Linked DNA regions of Zea mays: region 2 is linked to region 1. A link is a contact called in public Hi-C data. All regions are on one chromosome and are shown on one strand. Each heading gives the region's core, a stretch centred on a gene start, on an enhancer-like site or on the middle of the called end of the contact. The rest is flanking DNA. Distances are from core to core; before and after follow the strand shown.

Region 1 (7,486 bases), core at 2,104-4,603:
TTATTATGTTATCAAGCACATTAGTACAAATATGAATAAAATATTATATAAGTTGTTTTATGTATTATTTGCTCCCTACAACACAAAACGTTGAAAAAATTACCGAATTTGTTTCCGAATCCATACCGAAGTTTATATCTATTATTTGAGAAAATGTAGGATGAATTTGAGGTTTACCTTTTATGAATCTTAACAAGATGGATGTTAAAAACAAGAATACAAATTTTTATTGTATATTCTATATCCTATTTATTCGCAATCAAAGAAAAAACTGATTACCGAATAAATACCGTTTCCGACCGTTTTCATCCCTAGATGCATGACCGATCGAACCAACAAGTGAAAATCGGCATCTTACCATGGGGTCGGAGAGCAGAGCCCACAGTGAATCCTTGTTACCATGGGGCCGCGACGGGCGGGCAGGTGGATGAGGACGGATATGGATGAATGACGCCATCATGCTGCATGGTAGCTAGCTGAATGAAGAAGCTGAAGCGCGCGCGGCGGCACTGAAGCCTACAACTACTACAAAGAAGCTTGGTTTTTAAACTCCTCCCTGCCCAGGGCCTGGAGCCCTGGATCACTCTCGCTCGTGGCTTCTGCTGCGCTGCTACTGCTACCTGCATGCACGTCTGACGAAAACGATTCATCAGGCACTTTTAAAAAAAATGGCCATGCTGTGACAGGCGGGGCGATAGACGATACATGCGCGTGCGGCGTGCGTGTATGCATGCAGGCCCCCGGCAATGCAAACATATGTTATATCTTAAATTCGATCGTAAATAGTATCAGTATATATCTATCTTTCTGAATTAATTAATTTGTTGTAAAAAAAGCATATACTACTACTAGAACTAGTCTTATGATAACAACAGTTTTTATTTTCAAATCGTCAATGTTTATTTTTTAGTTATATACGGACCCATTTATTAACTTGTGAAAAAAAACTAAATTAAAACTGCATCAGTATCCTTTTACGTGCACGCATCATGCATGCACGCATCAATGCATGGCGCGGATCGTGCATATGCATGCATAAATGCATCCCGTCCGTCGTATCGTATATATGCAGGTGGACGGTCCGTACGGCGTCCAGCAGCCTACGTGCGTGCGTGCATGCAAGTCAGCAAGAGAGTGGCCAAAAATTAACACGCGCTAGCTGCGCTGCTGCCGTACGTCTCGCTCACGATCGGCCGGCTGGGAATGGATCGGGCCGGGACGGGGTCGACATATCCTGCACTGCACGCTCGGGGCCGGCCGTAATGCACACTACTATACTGTGTATGCCACCCGCCGGCTCCATGCGTTTATTACGACCTGACGACATGCCATAATAATTCATCCCGTCGTCTTCAGCGAAAAAAAAAAAATCATGAATCAAATTGCTGGCCGTTTATTTCAAATTCGTTTGTATATATATAGAAGAGTCGTCTGTCCGCTGTACGTACCCGAGCAATTTACAGTCGTTGCACAAAGAGGAAAAACTAAAAAGGTTGGTTAGCGTTTGTAAGTTACCACGAGGATTTAGACATGCAGTTATTATTAGGGCTAGATTCCATTCCATCGGGCTGCTGAGAAACTGAAGCCCCGGAGCCGCGCGCTGCTAGCTTGTCGCGATCGCCTTGACAGCAACAGCAGCTGCTACTGCTGCTAGTACCTGGCAGCCGTGAAAAGCAAACAGAACAATCGAGCTGTCTGCTGGCGATAGATCGACGCGGATGGGTGGATGATGCTACTGGAACTGGACGGCCTGGATGGACCCATAACTGGCGCAGAGGCCGGAAATTACCAGGGCCTGCATGCGTCTGCCCCCCACAACACACGGCGCCGGCGTGAAGCCCACTACGGTCTACGGCAACGACGCACGGGACCCACATGGCAGCGGCCGTGCTCCCAAGCCAAAACAACTGAAAAATGGACCCACATGCATAACTCCACCTCCTGCTCTCAGTTCATCTATCTATGTCAGTTTAGTTAGCATGGAATTAGCAGGCCACTAACTAGTCACGGCTTGAAAAATGATTACTTTAGTACAGTAGTATGCTATATATATACAATATACTCTATATTGATTAATGAATATGTAGTGAGGCACCAAATTAAAAAGGAGGAGCAGTTAGTATACGGACAGCACCCACCAGACAGAGAGGGCAGAGTTGATTATTAGATCCATCTAACCCCTAGCTTGGAAGCTAGTAGCACTGGCTATATATGACCAGGGTCTGTACCCTATATATACACAGTAGTAGTGCGACGTGTATGGATTAGCGCTGCCGAACGATGACGATCAGACGAGCAAAAGTACTACAACGGCATGTGCATTCACCACCCACTTCACTACCATGTAGTAACACAACACACGAGCATGCATATATAGTGAGGAACATTCTTGCGGTGAGCTCGCGGTCAGCTACCAGCGCAGTGCTGTACAGTACAGGCGACGGTGCATGCATGGCGGTGTCGTCGTCGGTGCAGTAAAAACTCCGGCGTCCCATCTGCCACCTGCATGCATGCTCTGGCGCCGCTGATCCGTGGCATCTATCTCGTCCTTATTAATATTTTTTTTTCTTGTGCACAGCAAGTGGGAGAGAGAGATGGATGGAAGAAGCTAGGTGCGATCTACTCGATCATCTGTTCCAAATAAGGCTCTGTTTGGGAACAAAGTTTTTGAAAACCACAGTTTTTGAAATACTATACTATACTTTAGTTATGACAGTACCGTAGTTTATAATACCGCAGTTTTGAAAATTGAGGTCCAGAGCTAAGTTTAGAATGCCTTAAAACAACTATAGTATTTGCAATACTTCAGTTTTGAAAACAGAGATTTTACCCAGCTTGCCAAACACCATTATGTATATAATACTGCAGTATTTGAGAATACTGCAGTATTCTTCTAAAACTGCAGAAAAACTTTGTTCTCAAACACCCTCTAAAAGTTTAAACCGCTCCCTAGCTACTCTCTCTCTTGCTGCCCGCACAATCATTTGCACCACGCGTCCACGCCACCACCACCACCCCTTGGCCTTGGCCTTGGCCTTGGCCCCCCTCTCTGTGATCACTCGATCCCTCCTAGCTTTCTCTCTCTCTCTCTCTAATGACTATTTGACATGCAGCCTTTTGTTTTGCAGCAGCTACCCCTGCTGCCTGCATATAATTCTGTTGCCTTCTCACCTCACTCTCCTTTAGTGGCTGGCTCATCGCTCGTCTCTCTGCCTGCTTCCCATTGCCACCATCATCATCACCTCCATCTCCTCGCCATCACGCCTGCCGGCCGGCCGGGTCTTCCTTCTCCCTCCTTTGCACCGCCGCTACAAATTAAAGAGCACGCACACTGCCTGCGCGACCTAGCTGCTGTTCTGTTCTGTTCTGTCCTGTCCATCACAATTCACGCGACGACGACCCGGCCTGCGGGCAGATCTTTCTTGACCTAGCCAGCTCGTTCTTGGCGCACTAGCTAGCCAGCCAGCTAGTAGCTATCCTCGCTCCTCCCCACCGTCCTCAGTGCTAGACTATTCGTCCGATGGGCGGCGTCCAACTCGACGACCTCTCCGAATTGGCCGTGCTCCGGCCGATCCAGACAGCGGCAGCGGCTCGGCCGCCGGGCGACGACGCCGAAGACGGCCCGGACGCCGCCGACACGGGCTGCGTCACGCCAACGGCCTCGAGCTCCCGGCTGATGCCGATGCCGCGCCTGGACGGCGGCTGCGGCGCCCTGGACAGTACCGACGCCGCCGCCGCCGCCTGCGTCACGCCGGCGGCGTCACCTTGCCTGCTGCGGCCGGCCACGGTGTGCCCTCCGGCGCCGCGGAAGCCGGCGAGGCCGGCCGCGCCGCCGCCCGACAACAAGAGGAAGCGCTGCTGCTGCGCCCGCGCCTTCTTCCCCGTGCCGCACGACCTCTCCGCGGTGTTCGTGCCGCGCAGGTCGCCGCCCAGGGCCGCCACCGCCAAGAAGGTCCGCCTGCACCTCGTGGGCTGACGAAAGCCAAGCCATGCCACCGGCGGCACGACAGGATGCATGCCATGCCACCACGCGCCATGCTTTCTTTCTTCGTCCTCCGATTCATCCGCCAGCGCATCACGCGCGCATCAGTTGCGCCGGCGCGCCATTGGCCATTTGCTGCGAGTGCGATCGATGGAGGACAAATTCTTGGGCTTCCTGACAAGACAGAGGACACGACGACCAAAGGCGGGCGGGCGGGCCGGCCGGCCAGTACAATCGATCAGATCAGAGTGTTTCTGCAGTGATTGCGCTACCTTCTCAATCTCAGATCGATCTCGAGCTGCCTGGATCTGAATAATCGAATTGTAAATACCACATCGTCGTTGGCTGCGCATGGTTGTCGTCTTCGCGTGTCGAGGGTGTATAAAGGCCATAGTCGTTCCTGTGAAATTCGCTGCCTGCAAACGCATAGTTTTCTCTGCAGGAGCGCCAATGCAAACAACGGCCGGCGCAGATTAAATTTCCTCATGCGTGATCTTATTGCGCGCGCGCTCCATTCGATCCGGCGTGTCGTCTGCATATATCTTCCGTTTTCCTTTGCAGATTCCGGTTTCTGGTAACTGGATCTTGGATTGAGCTAGCGTTAACTAATAACTAAGCGCGCGGCCAGTATAATAAATCTCTGCCATTTTCCTTCTTTCCTTCTGCTCTTAGAAGAAGGTGGGGGGCCGGACAACGACGTAAAAACTGATCGAAGAGGGTCCTGATCCTGAGTCCTGACTCCTGACCAGAGCTTCCAAATCGTGTCGTGTCCGCTTGCTGCAGTCCTTTTTTGGATGGCACCAAACCTAACCAGAGATGTGGGTGCGTGCAGTGCAGTGCAGTGCAGTGCATGCATGCAAGATTCAGAGGGCACAACAGATCTGCAGGGAAAGAAAAAAGGGCAGTTGAGCAGGCACGGCGCAGCTGCTCAGATCTGAGCAGGCTTGAGGGCCGATGGTTTAATGATTCGCCCATTCCTCGAACTGTTACGTACGATTTCCAGAGTATTCAAAGTTTGATCTGCCTCGATGGAGAAAGAACGCATGCAGCAGGATCAATCAAAATGAATGTGCGAGTGTGTAGATTAGACGGTAGACCTGCTGCTGCCTCTCTGCCTGGTCATCCTGGAAAAGCCTGGCCCTAGCCTAGCTGGAGAATCTGGCGAGAAAATTCTGAGAAAGCCATATTTTGCCTCTTTATATATATATATATATATATATATATATATATATATATATATATATATATATATATATATATATATGAGCCCTGTGCTTCTTATAACTAGAGAGAGTCCTGGTCATACCATTCGGTCTGACTAACCTGTGCGTGGCAGAGGTCCGAACCTCTGGAGGCCCAGCTGGGCGAGCCCGAGTGCTACCCAATTCACCCCCAGGTCACACCAAATTGCCAATCGCCCTCATTCCAAACCCTAGCCGTCGCCAGCCTTGGAGCTCTCGGATGCGGCGGCTCCTCCTCCACTCCCCCTCGACTCCTCCTCCATCCCCGACGCGGCGACTCCATCCATGACGCGGCGGCGCCAGCCTGCAGGTACGTTTCCTTCCCAGTCCATCTCAATCTTCTCCCCAGTCCCCAGTGGCCCAGTCCCGTCGTCGAGGGGCATGTGGCGAGGCTGCGCTAGTGACGCCGAGATCCAGGACTGTGCCAGGGATGCCAAGATCTAGAGCTGTGCCAGGGACGCGGAGATCTATTCTGTGTTCTCCGCCGTTAGTCGATGCCGTCGATCTCCAGCTTCCCCGAGGCTGCTCCAGGTGCTTCCTTTGCCTCCCTCCCATAGCGGTGAGGCATGGCGTCGCTGGTGGCGTCGACGGCCACGGACGGCGCGGTGGTGATGACGCACCTCACGCGAGATCCTCCTCCGCCTCCCCTTCCTTCACTCGTCTGTGCCTACCTCAGCTGTCGCGCCTTCCTGGCCGCCGTCCGCTCTTCCCGCGCTGCACCCGCCTCTCCTCGACTTCTTCTTTGACCCCCGACGACAACGAAAATTCCACCTGCATGCCCATTCGCCGCGGCTCCGACGAAGGCCACACGGCCGCCGTCCGCAGCCTGGACGCCTTACTGACCCCGCGTCCCGGCAACTGAACTGTGATCGTGTAGGTTGCTTTCTGCATACATGATATTGCCTATCAAGGTAGATTTGCCAGAGCAGACTTCGATCTTCTTAATCTACCTTGACAGTTTATTGCCATCATTTGATTTTATTGATGGGTAAGGCGTTCATGTTCTATTGCTTCACAATGTCTGTATGTTCTTCTAGCTTCTTAATCTACATTTATCCTTTTTGTGCTCATCGATCACATTCTCAATAGGTATGTTGGCAATATCCATCTTCAAGTGACGGACGCAGTACTGCAGGAAGTCTTCCAAAGCATTGGTCCAGTACAAGGGTGCAAGCTCATCAGAAAAGAAAAGGTGGATCTTTCTTTATTTTAATTTTAAAATGTCTATAGATAGCTTGTAACAGATAAATCCATACCCCACCTGTCCCCAACACCCACTCGCCCACTCACCTGTAAAATTGTGGCTGCCTTTCTAGATTGCTCTTTGCATCTGATTTTTGGCTTTGCTTTCCCCGTATGTCTCAAGTCTGTTACCATTTATGGCTTTCGCACATGTAAACATTTATGGTTGCTTATGTTGATTCATACTAGCATCTATGTTAATTTTTTAATGCACGACCTTAATGCTACTTTTAGGTGTATTTATGATCAATCACCATGTATTTTACGCTCTTCGGTTTTTTATGTCAAAAAATGGGTTTTTACGCTGATTTATATGTGTGCCTATGCTGCAACACATACAATTCTAACTAAATATGCATAAAGAATTCGCTGAGTAGCAGCAGCACGCCAGCACCTCATATTTTATTCTCATTGTTTCTACTTCATTAATTCATTGACCCATGTCTCTGTCTTGGTATATTCTGGAGACAGATCCCCACGTCCAGAGTTACAAGAAGATCAAGCTTGGCGGTGGCTGCTGCTGTGTTGCCTCGTCTTGTTGGACCGAAGAGAGGGAGGGGAGAAGCAGCTGGCGTGCAGACTTCTACTTGGGTGGAAGTACCTGCTAGGATGACAAGATCTCGCTCAATAGATATATGCATTATCATTTCAAGTCTATATTGAGTGGCAGAGCACTTCCTAATTTTTGCTAAAAATTGTTTGTCGTGCATGTATCCACATTCAGATAAGTGAAATAATGGTACTTCATTTGGTATTGCAGGTGGTCTTTTATTCTCTATGGGGCTTCTAGGATACATCTTCTCCAGAAGCACCATAAGTCTTGTCTTGGGCATTACACCAGGGCTAGCCACTCTGCTACTTGGCACTCTCAGTCTGAAGTTCTGGAGGAGCGGCAGATCCAGCTTCCTGCTTATCTTGGCTCAGGCAGGTAGAATGAATTTTAAGCAACTATTTATATGGGACCTGGAAGTCTTTTTATGTCTTCTAGTGTACTTCACTATGCACTTATTTCTATCTCAAG
Region 2 (7,486 bases), core at 2,696-5,195, 67 kb after region 1:
ATCTCAGAACGCCCCGGCTATTTCTTCCCTTACTATATCAATGGCAGCCGGTGCGAGACCACCGGCTCTCTGGTCAAACATAGGTGGGGTTGGCTGGATATTAGCATGTTGTCTTTCCCCCCATTGGTTTGAGTTACGTGGTGCATTTTCATTTGCCCTATGTGGGTCATAGGTTTGATCATTTCTTTCCGGCCTCCTGGGTGGGGCCGGAAAGCTTTCCTGGGCTCTGGATCTTGAATTAATGGGTTGATGCATTGTATAGTGCGATGGGAAGTGCTGGTGGGACGGGTGAGGATTCCGGTAACAATCCTCCTCAAAAAGGTCATGTGCGGACTGTCCAGACATTGGCTCGGACCGTCCGTGATTATGTGCGGACCGTCTGTTGTTGTACGCGGACGGTCCGACTGGGTAGTTTAGATTATGTGTCGTGTGTGGTGGTTCGGGCGCATATCTAGGTAACTCATTAAAAATCGGCCCGACTGTTGTTGGTCCGGACGGTCCGCGCTCACGTGCGGACGGTCCGGGCATGTGCAGATCGGCTGATTTGCTGCCGATTTGCGGTTGCTCAGGGTATGTGTCCATCGACATCCCATAAAGGGGTTGTGACTGGTCGTGACAACCTGTAGCCGATGTGTTACGCGTGTTACCTCCTAACTCAACCTCGTGCGAAGGAAAATTTGTGATACTAGATTTATCAAATGCACGTACTAGTCTCTTAAGATCGCTTTGCATACCCCCCTATGATGTTCTGCATTTGTTCACGCTGATCTTCTACATAATTTCTAAGAGATTGCAGATCGTTGGTATTACTTACATTGGGGATATCTGGCGTGGGTTGGAGCGAAGCCGGATCCGTCGCCCGATGTCGGACGACCTTGTTGTTCCTGTCCACTTTGAAGTTGGCCAAGAACTTTGCTTTCGCCTCCTGGATCATCCGCTCCTTGTGCTCCTCGAACTGGAGCTGCTCGTCAGCCGGCAAGGTTTCCCAAGTCAGCTCTATGATGTTGCTTGGAGAAATATCAGAGCTATCCCTTGAACCGGCCATTGAGGGCCGATTTGATGAGCTTAGATATGTACTTCCCCAACGGAGTCGCCAAAAAGTATGTTGACGCCTTTCCGGAGCGTCAAACACTCAACAAGAACCGTGGTGGTGCCCTCTGCACAGGGGCGGACGGTCCGCGCGCGGGGCCGGACGGTCCGCGCGCAGGGCCGGACGGTCCGCGGCCTGGTGCGAGGCGCGGTGGTACTCTCTGCGCAGGGGCGGACTGTCCGCGGCCTAGGGTTGGACGGTCCGCGGCCTGGTGCGCGGCTAGGGCTTCTCTGCCTGACGGCCGGACGGTCCGCGCCCTGGGGGCCGGACGGTCCGCGCGTACGCAGAGGCGGCGGAAGTCGCCGACGGCGCCTGGATCTTGCTCCCGGGAGGGACCCCGTCGGGGAGGAGAGATCCTAGGTGGTGTCTAGGCTCGGGCCGGCCGACCTAGACTCCTCTAATCGGCGTAGAGCCGAAGAGAGCCGAAGAATTTGGGGATTGGATAGCTAAACCTAAACTAGACTAGAACTACTCCTAGGATAAAATGTGAAATAGAAGTTGTATTGATTCGATTGATGATTACAAATCGGCCGTAGACCTCTCTATTTATAGAGGAGGGGGGCTAGACCCTTTACACAACTGATTCCGAGCTCATCCCGCGAATATAACTAACAACCGTAGCACAAAACTCGGAACCCTAATCTGTTCTGCGCATGCGCGGACCGTACGGCCCACAGGCGCGGACCGTCCGGCCTCAGGGCCGGACCGTCCGCTTGCTCATTTCTGGTTCAAACAACTCCGCTCCTCTCTGTCTTGTCAGCTAGGTATTATATATAGCGCGGGCCTCGCAGTATTCGCCACGGACAACACGCCAAGGATCTGTGTTTTTTTCCCATCACGTTAGCTGCCACCGAAATCTATAACCTCTGAAGATACTATTTACTGTGCGCACAGCGCACACGATCACCATTCTAGTGCCGGGAGCCAAAGACATTTTTTTTACGTTAATATGCCCCCAAAATTAAAAGATCTTTGGAGGAACGAACTATCCAAAACAAGACCATCTCCATCAGTTCATCCGGATGGGGTAGCCTTAGCCCTTAGGCAGCATTGGGCCTGTGGTTGCTGAATCGAGAATGGTGTTGGGGATCTGAGGGTGCATTGCAGAAGCATAAATGATGGCATGTCGCGGTCGCCGGTGATGACTGACGATGAGGGGGCTCTGGAGCTCGCTCTCGCCTACCGGCCGGCAGCGTGCAGAGGTACACCGAATCATTTGGTCCGGCCGGCACATGCCTGCCGTGTGCGTCCGTCGACCTGACCACGCCTTGTACTTTGGTCCTACCTGCTTATTACTGGGCCACAAATTCCATCTGGCCCTCGAAAAAAAGAATTTCGAGACGACGCTGGAAAAGGAAATCGAAAGAATTATTATTATTTCGCCGCCGCCGCCTCCTCCTCCTCCTCCTCCTCTCCTCTCCTCTCCTCCTCTGCTCCTCCATTCCGTTCGCCTTCGAAAACCACCCACAGAGAAATCGAAGTGGGGAACAGAAGGGAGACGGGAGATAGAAGAGAGATGGCGCAAGCGACGCCGTACGAGCTGAGGAGCAGCAGGTGGAGGCGAACAAACGGAAGCTGGAGGAGCTGCAGCTCCACCACCTCTCTGCATGCTGCCATCAGAGAGGCCGCCGCCTCTAAGGGATCTGGCCAACCGGGTGTACGCGACCGACGAGGCGAGGAGCTACCTACGCCATCTCTAAGGCGGAGGATCTGGAGCAAGAGCTGGACTCCAGCTTCCCCATCTTCATCAAGCCCACGACCCAGTCGGCCAGTCCCATGTCACCGCGGGCTTTTAGTTGAGAAAATTCCTGGCATGCCATCAGATTTTATACTCATCCCTTGTGTGCCACTGAGTGGCATATAGGTATATTTTTTGGTGTCTATGACATGTGGGGCCAGTGGCATACAAGGAATGAGTATATTTCCGATCGACTCATTTCTGCCGGAAGTACCTGCCCCAAGCGTGACGAGATGATCACCCTGCTGGATGGAGATTGCCTGGTGGTCTTCCAGCTGATTGAGCAAACAAAGCTCAGGGTCTACATAATTAGAGCAAGTTCCTACTACGGAAATAAGCGAGGACTGATTGAGCAAATAAGCGAGAACCAGTGAACATTACACAATTTTTCAGAATGGCTGTCATGATGTTGACCGGTTTCCTTCATCCACTCGATCAGTTATGCTTATGCATGCATGGAGGCCGGTGGCTGCGTCGGACAAGCTTGCGTCTGGGAATAATCGCTTCGGTGGGTCTCTTGAAACTTTTGGGTGGCAGGAAGTTAGCTGAGCTGATGATGTACGAAATGTTCAGATAACCCAAGTATTCCTACCACTTGCTCTTGCTGATTTGTGTACTTCTTGGACTTACCACTTGCACGGTTCAGAAACCTGCACTGTGTATGGGACTAATGGGGGGTGTTGATGGCAGCTGACCTCGTCTTGTAAATGATTGATTCCCCCTCCTTGTTTCTTCTTAAAAAAACCGGAAATCGAAAGCCTGATTTCCCCGTTCATCGTCATCGTCGTCATCCATCATCGTCGTGCTGCTGTTGTTTAGTTTATATTTTTTTATTTAATTCACGGGCTAAAAAAGGAATCCCTTTATTCATTTCTCCATTTGCTCAGCCTCAGCGTGTTAGTTCCTATTCATTTGTTGCCTTTTTTTTTTGATGATTTCAGCTTTGAAGCACACCACTGATTGACGCAGCTGTTAAAGCGAAGGGACTGTAGTTGTCAGCTTTTTTTCGAACTACTTTGTTCGCGGCTGGAAATTTCTCGCTGGCACGGCGCATCTTGTCCGCCTAGGCTTTGTGTAGGCCGGTTTTAGGCCCAAAAGGCTCTCTCTGGCTTGACAATCCACTTTCACCGTGACATAACTAGGCCTATTGTCGTAGGCCCAATGCGGGAGTAGTAAAAATACAACGTGTGTAATTTCGGCCCGTCCGCCTCTCACAGTTTATATCCTTCTGGCTGCAGCGTTTGTGGCATTGGATTCTAGTTCTAGTCTAGCTATAATCTTGACCCCGACTTTACCTAAGCAACAGCCGACAAGGATCGATCACAACTGTTCTATAAGGTACAAACTAGAACAAAACATTCAGCCACACGTCCTTTATCTGTTAATCATCAGAGCTACATAAAAAGATTACCCCTGACAACTCAAAAACAAGCAGATACCTACTGATGCTAGCCTGCGAGCCCATAGGTCATCTCCATGCAGAATGCCATCTTAAGAATACTCCCGCATGTAGGGCTGGAAACGAGCCGAGCCGGCTCGGCTCGATGCGGTTCGGTGCCTTAACGAGCTCGGCTCGACTCGACTCGTCCATTTCATGAGCTGACGAAAGAGGCTCGGCTCGGCTCGACCTTGGCTCGCGAGCCGGCTCGGCTCGCGAGCCATATTATGATACTTATCGTTGCATTATTTGGTGAATTAACATTATATAAATTTTAAATATAAAATCATCATTCTACATTATGAGTAAATTAAATTATAACTTGTAATATATTTGTCGGCGACCATAATTAGGGGTACCCTCAAGGCTCCTAATTCTCAGCTGGTAACCCCATCAGCATAAAGCTGCAAAGGCCTGATGGGTGCGATCAAGTCAGGGATCAGTCCATTCGAGGGACTCGATCACGCCTCGCCCGAGCCTAGCCTCGGACAAGGGCATCCGACCCCGGGGGATCTCCGCCTCGCCCGAGGCCCCCCTCCAGCGGCGAACATATTTCCGGCTCGCCCGAGGCCCTGTCTTCGCCAAGAAGCAACCCTGACCGAATCGCCGCACCGACCGACCAAATCGCAGGAGCATTTAATGCAAAGGTGACCTGACACCTTTATCCTGACGCGCGCCCCTCAGCCGACAGAACCGAAGTGACCGCCGTCACTTCGCCGCTCCACTGACCGGTCTGACAGAAAGACAGCGCCGCCTGCGCCGCTCCGACTGCGGTGCCGCTTGACAGAGTGAGGCTGACAGGCAGTCAGGCCCGGCCGCAGGCACCATAGGAAGCTCCGCTTCGCCCGACCCAGGGCTCGGACTCGGGCTAAGCCCCGGAAGACGGCGAACTCCGCTCCGCCCGACCCAGGGCTCGGACTCGGGCTAAGCCCCGGAAGACGGCGAACTCCGCTCCGCCCGACCCAGGGCTCGGACTCGGGCTAAGCCCCGGAAGACGGCGAACTCCGTTCCGCCCGACCCAGGGCTCGGACTTGGGCTCAGCCCCAGAAGACGACGAATTTCGCTCCGCCCGACCCAGGGCTCGGACTTGGGCTCAGCCCCAGAAGACGACGAACTCCGCTTCGCCCGACCCCAGGACTCGAACTCCGCCCTGGCCTCAGCCAACGGCCTCCGCCTCGCCCGACCTAGGGGCTCGGACTCGACCTCGGCCACGGAAGACGGACTCGACCTCGACCTCAGAGGAGCCTTCGCTTCGCCCAACCTAGGGCGCGGGCCGGCCACGTCAACAGGAGGCGCCATCATTACCCTACCCCAAGCTGACTCAGGCTACGGGGAACAAGACCGGCGTCCCATCTGGCTCGCTCCGCCAGATGGGCAATGATGGTGCCCCGCACGCTCCCTGACGATGGCGGCTCTCGGCCCCCTTACGGAAGCAAGAGGACGTCAGCAAGGATTCGACAGCCCCGACAGCTGTCCCTCCGCCAGGCTCCAGCGCTCCTCCGACGGCCACGACATCACACAAACCGGGCGCCAAAATCTCTCCGGCCGCCACGATGGCGTGTACTTAGGGCGCTAGCTCTCCTCCGCTAGACACGTAGCACTCTGCTACACCCCCATTGTACACCTGGATCCTCTCCTTACGCCTATAAAAGGAAGGACCAGGGCCCTCTTAGAGAGGGTTGGCCGCACGGGGACGAGGACGAGACAGGCGCTCGCGCAAGGCCGCTCGCTCCCTCTCCCGTGTGGACGCTTGTAACCCCCTACTGCAAGCGCACCCGACCTGGGCACGGGCCGAACACGAAGGCCACGGGATTTCTACCTCTCTCTCGCCCATCTCCGGCCACCTCACTTCCCCCCTTCACGCTCGGCCTCGCGCCGACCCATCTGGGCTGGGGCACGCGGCGACATTTCACTCGTCGGCTTAGGGACCCCCCGGTCTCGAAACGCCGACAGTTGGCGCGCCAGGTAGGGGTCTGCTGCGTGTTGACGAACAGCTTCCCGTCAAGCTCCAGATGGGCAGTCTCCAGCAACCTCTCCAACCCGGGACGGTGCTCCGTTTCGGGAGTCTTGAGTTCGTGTCCCTCGACGGCAGCTACGACATGATACTCCTTCCACCGCCGTGCGACAGCGACAATGGCGGCCAACAGCCCGCCCGCCGGCGGCGGAATCGACGACGTCTTCCCCGCGTGGTGGAAGAACAACATTCGAGCTCACCCCGTCCTCTCCCCTGCCGACGGAGGAGGAGGCGGGGCAACCAAGGCCAAGCAGGAGGCAGCGCCTCGTCGGCTGTCGAGCGAGTCGACGGCGCCAGCGCCCTAACGGGGGGCGCGTCGAGCATCGACCTCGCGTTTGAGACGAGGACGAGCGTTGTCTCCCCGCAACGCGCCGATTCCGGGCAAACGGACGATGCCAGCGCGCTCACGAAAGGCTTGCTGGACGTCACCCTCGTACCTGAGACGACGGTGCGGTCAGTCCCCGACGTGACTTCATCGCCGCCCGTCGACCAAGAGGTACCGACCGATTCCCATCTCACGCCTTTCAGATTCAGCCTCGAACCGCCAAGCGACCTCGCTTTGGCGGACGCCCTCGTAGAGGCGAGTCCAAACCCTCTGGGGTATCGTGTGCGGTCACCCTGGGATCGGCTGACGGATGTCTCGACCTACGGGCCCTCTGGGTCCGAGGAAGACGACGTGCCCGACTTCTGCTGGGATTTCTCTGGACTTGGCAACCTCAGTGCCATGCGGGACTTTATGACCGCATGCGACTACTGCCTTTCCGACTGTTCCGACGGTAGCCGCAGCCTCGGCGACGAGGACTGCGGCCCAAGCCGCAAATGTTTCCACGTCGATCTAGGGGGTCCCTCCGAAGGCAACCATCTCGGCATGCCGGAGGACGGTGATCTCCCTAGGCTGGTGCCTCGCGTTGACATCCCACGGGAGCTAGCTGTGGTCCCCGTTCCGGAGGGGGGTCACGACCCACAGCTCGAGCAAATCCGCGGGGTACAGGCCAGGCTCGACGAGGGAGCAGGAGCGCTTGAGCCAATCCGCCGGGACGTCGGGCAGGCATGGGCGGGCCAACCTCCGGCCGGAGAAATGCGTCATCTACCCCAGGGCTTCCAGCACCGCATCACCGATGATGTCAGGGTCAGGCCACCACCCGCATCCAGTGGGGTCGGCCAGAACCTGGCTGCAGCAGCAATGCTTCTTCGTGCGATGCCAGA

What was found. Hi-C and Micro-C count contacts between places; a contact is called where the count stands out from the background.
Region 2: a Hi-C map of leaf shows a contact between it and region 1, with 5 times the contacts expected there. The contact joins the enhancer-like site here to the promoter of LOC100274850 in region 1. A contact is called at or near these places in 3 of 25 Hi-C or Micro-C datasets (ear and leaf).

The regions. Positions count from the first base shown.
Region 1 is chr6:104,554,387-104,561,872 of Zm-B73-REFERENCE-NAM-5.0, forward strand. It overlaps LOC100274850, which reads left to right and starts at 3,354. Exons shown (of 1, transcript NM_001149114.1): 1 at 3,354-4,453. The coding sequence starts at 3,521. The coding sequence ends at 3,976. It overlaps LOC109940346 (a long non-coding RNA gene), which reads left to right and starts at 7,128. Exons shown (of 2, transcript XR_002263145.2): 1 at 7,128-7,393.
Region 2 is chr6:104,620,811-104,628,296 of Zm-B73-REFERENCE-NAM-5.0, forward strand. It overlaps the pseudogene LOC109940347. Among protein-coding and RNA genes, the nearest start is that of TRNAK-CUU, 15 kb to the right of the region's middle. Within about 2 kb of position 3,946, at least 20 of the 20 cell types and tissues checked have an H3K27ac peak or open chromatin away from gene starts, as enhancers often do. A contact at or near this core is called in ear and leaf, where this site is marked.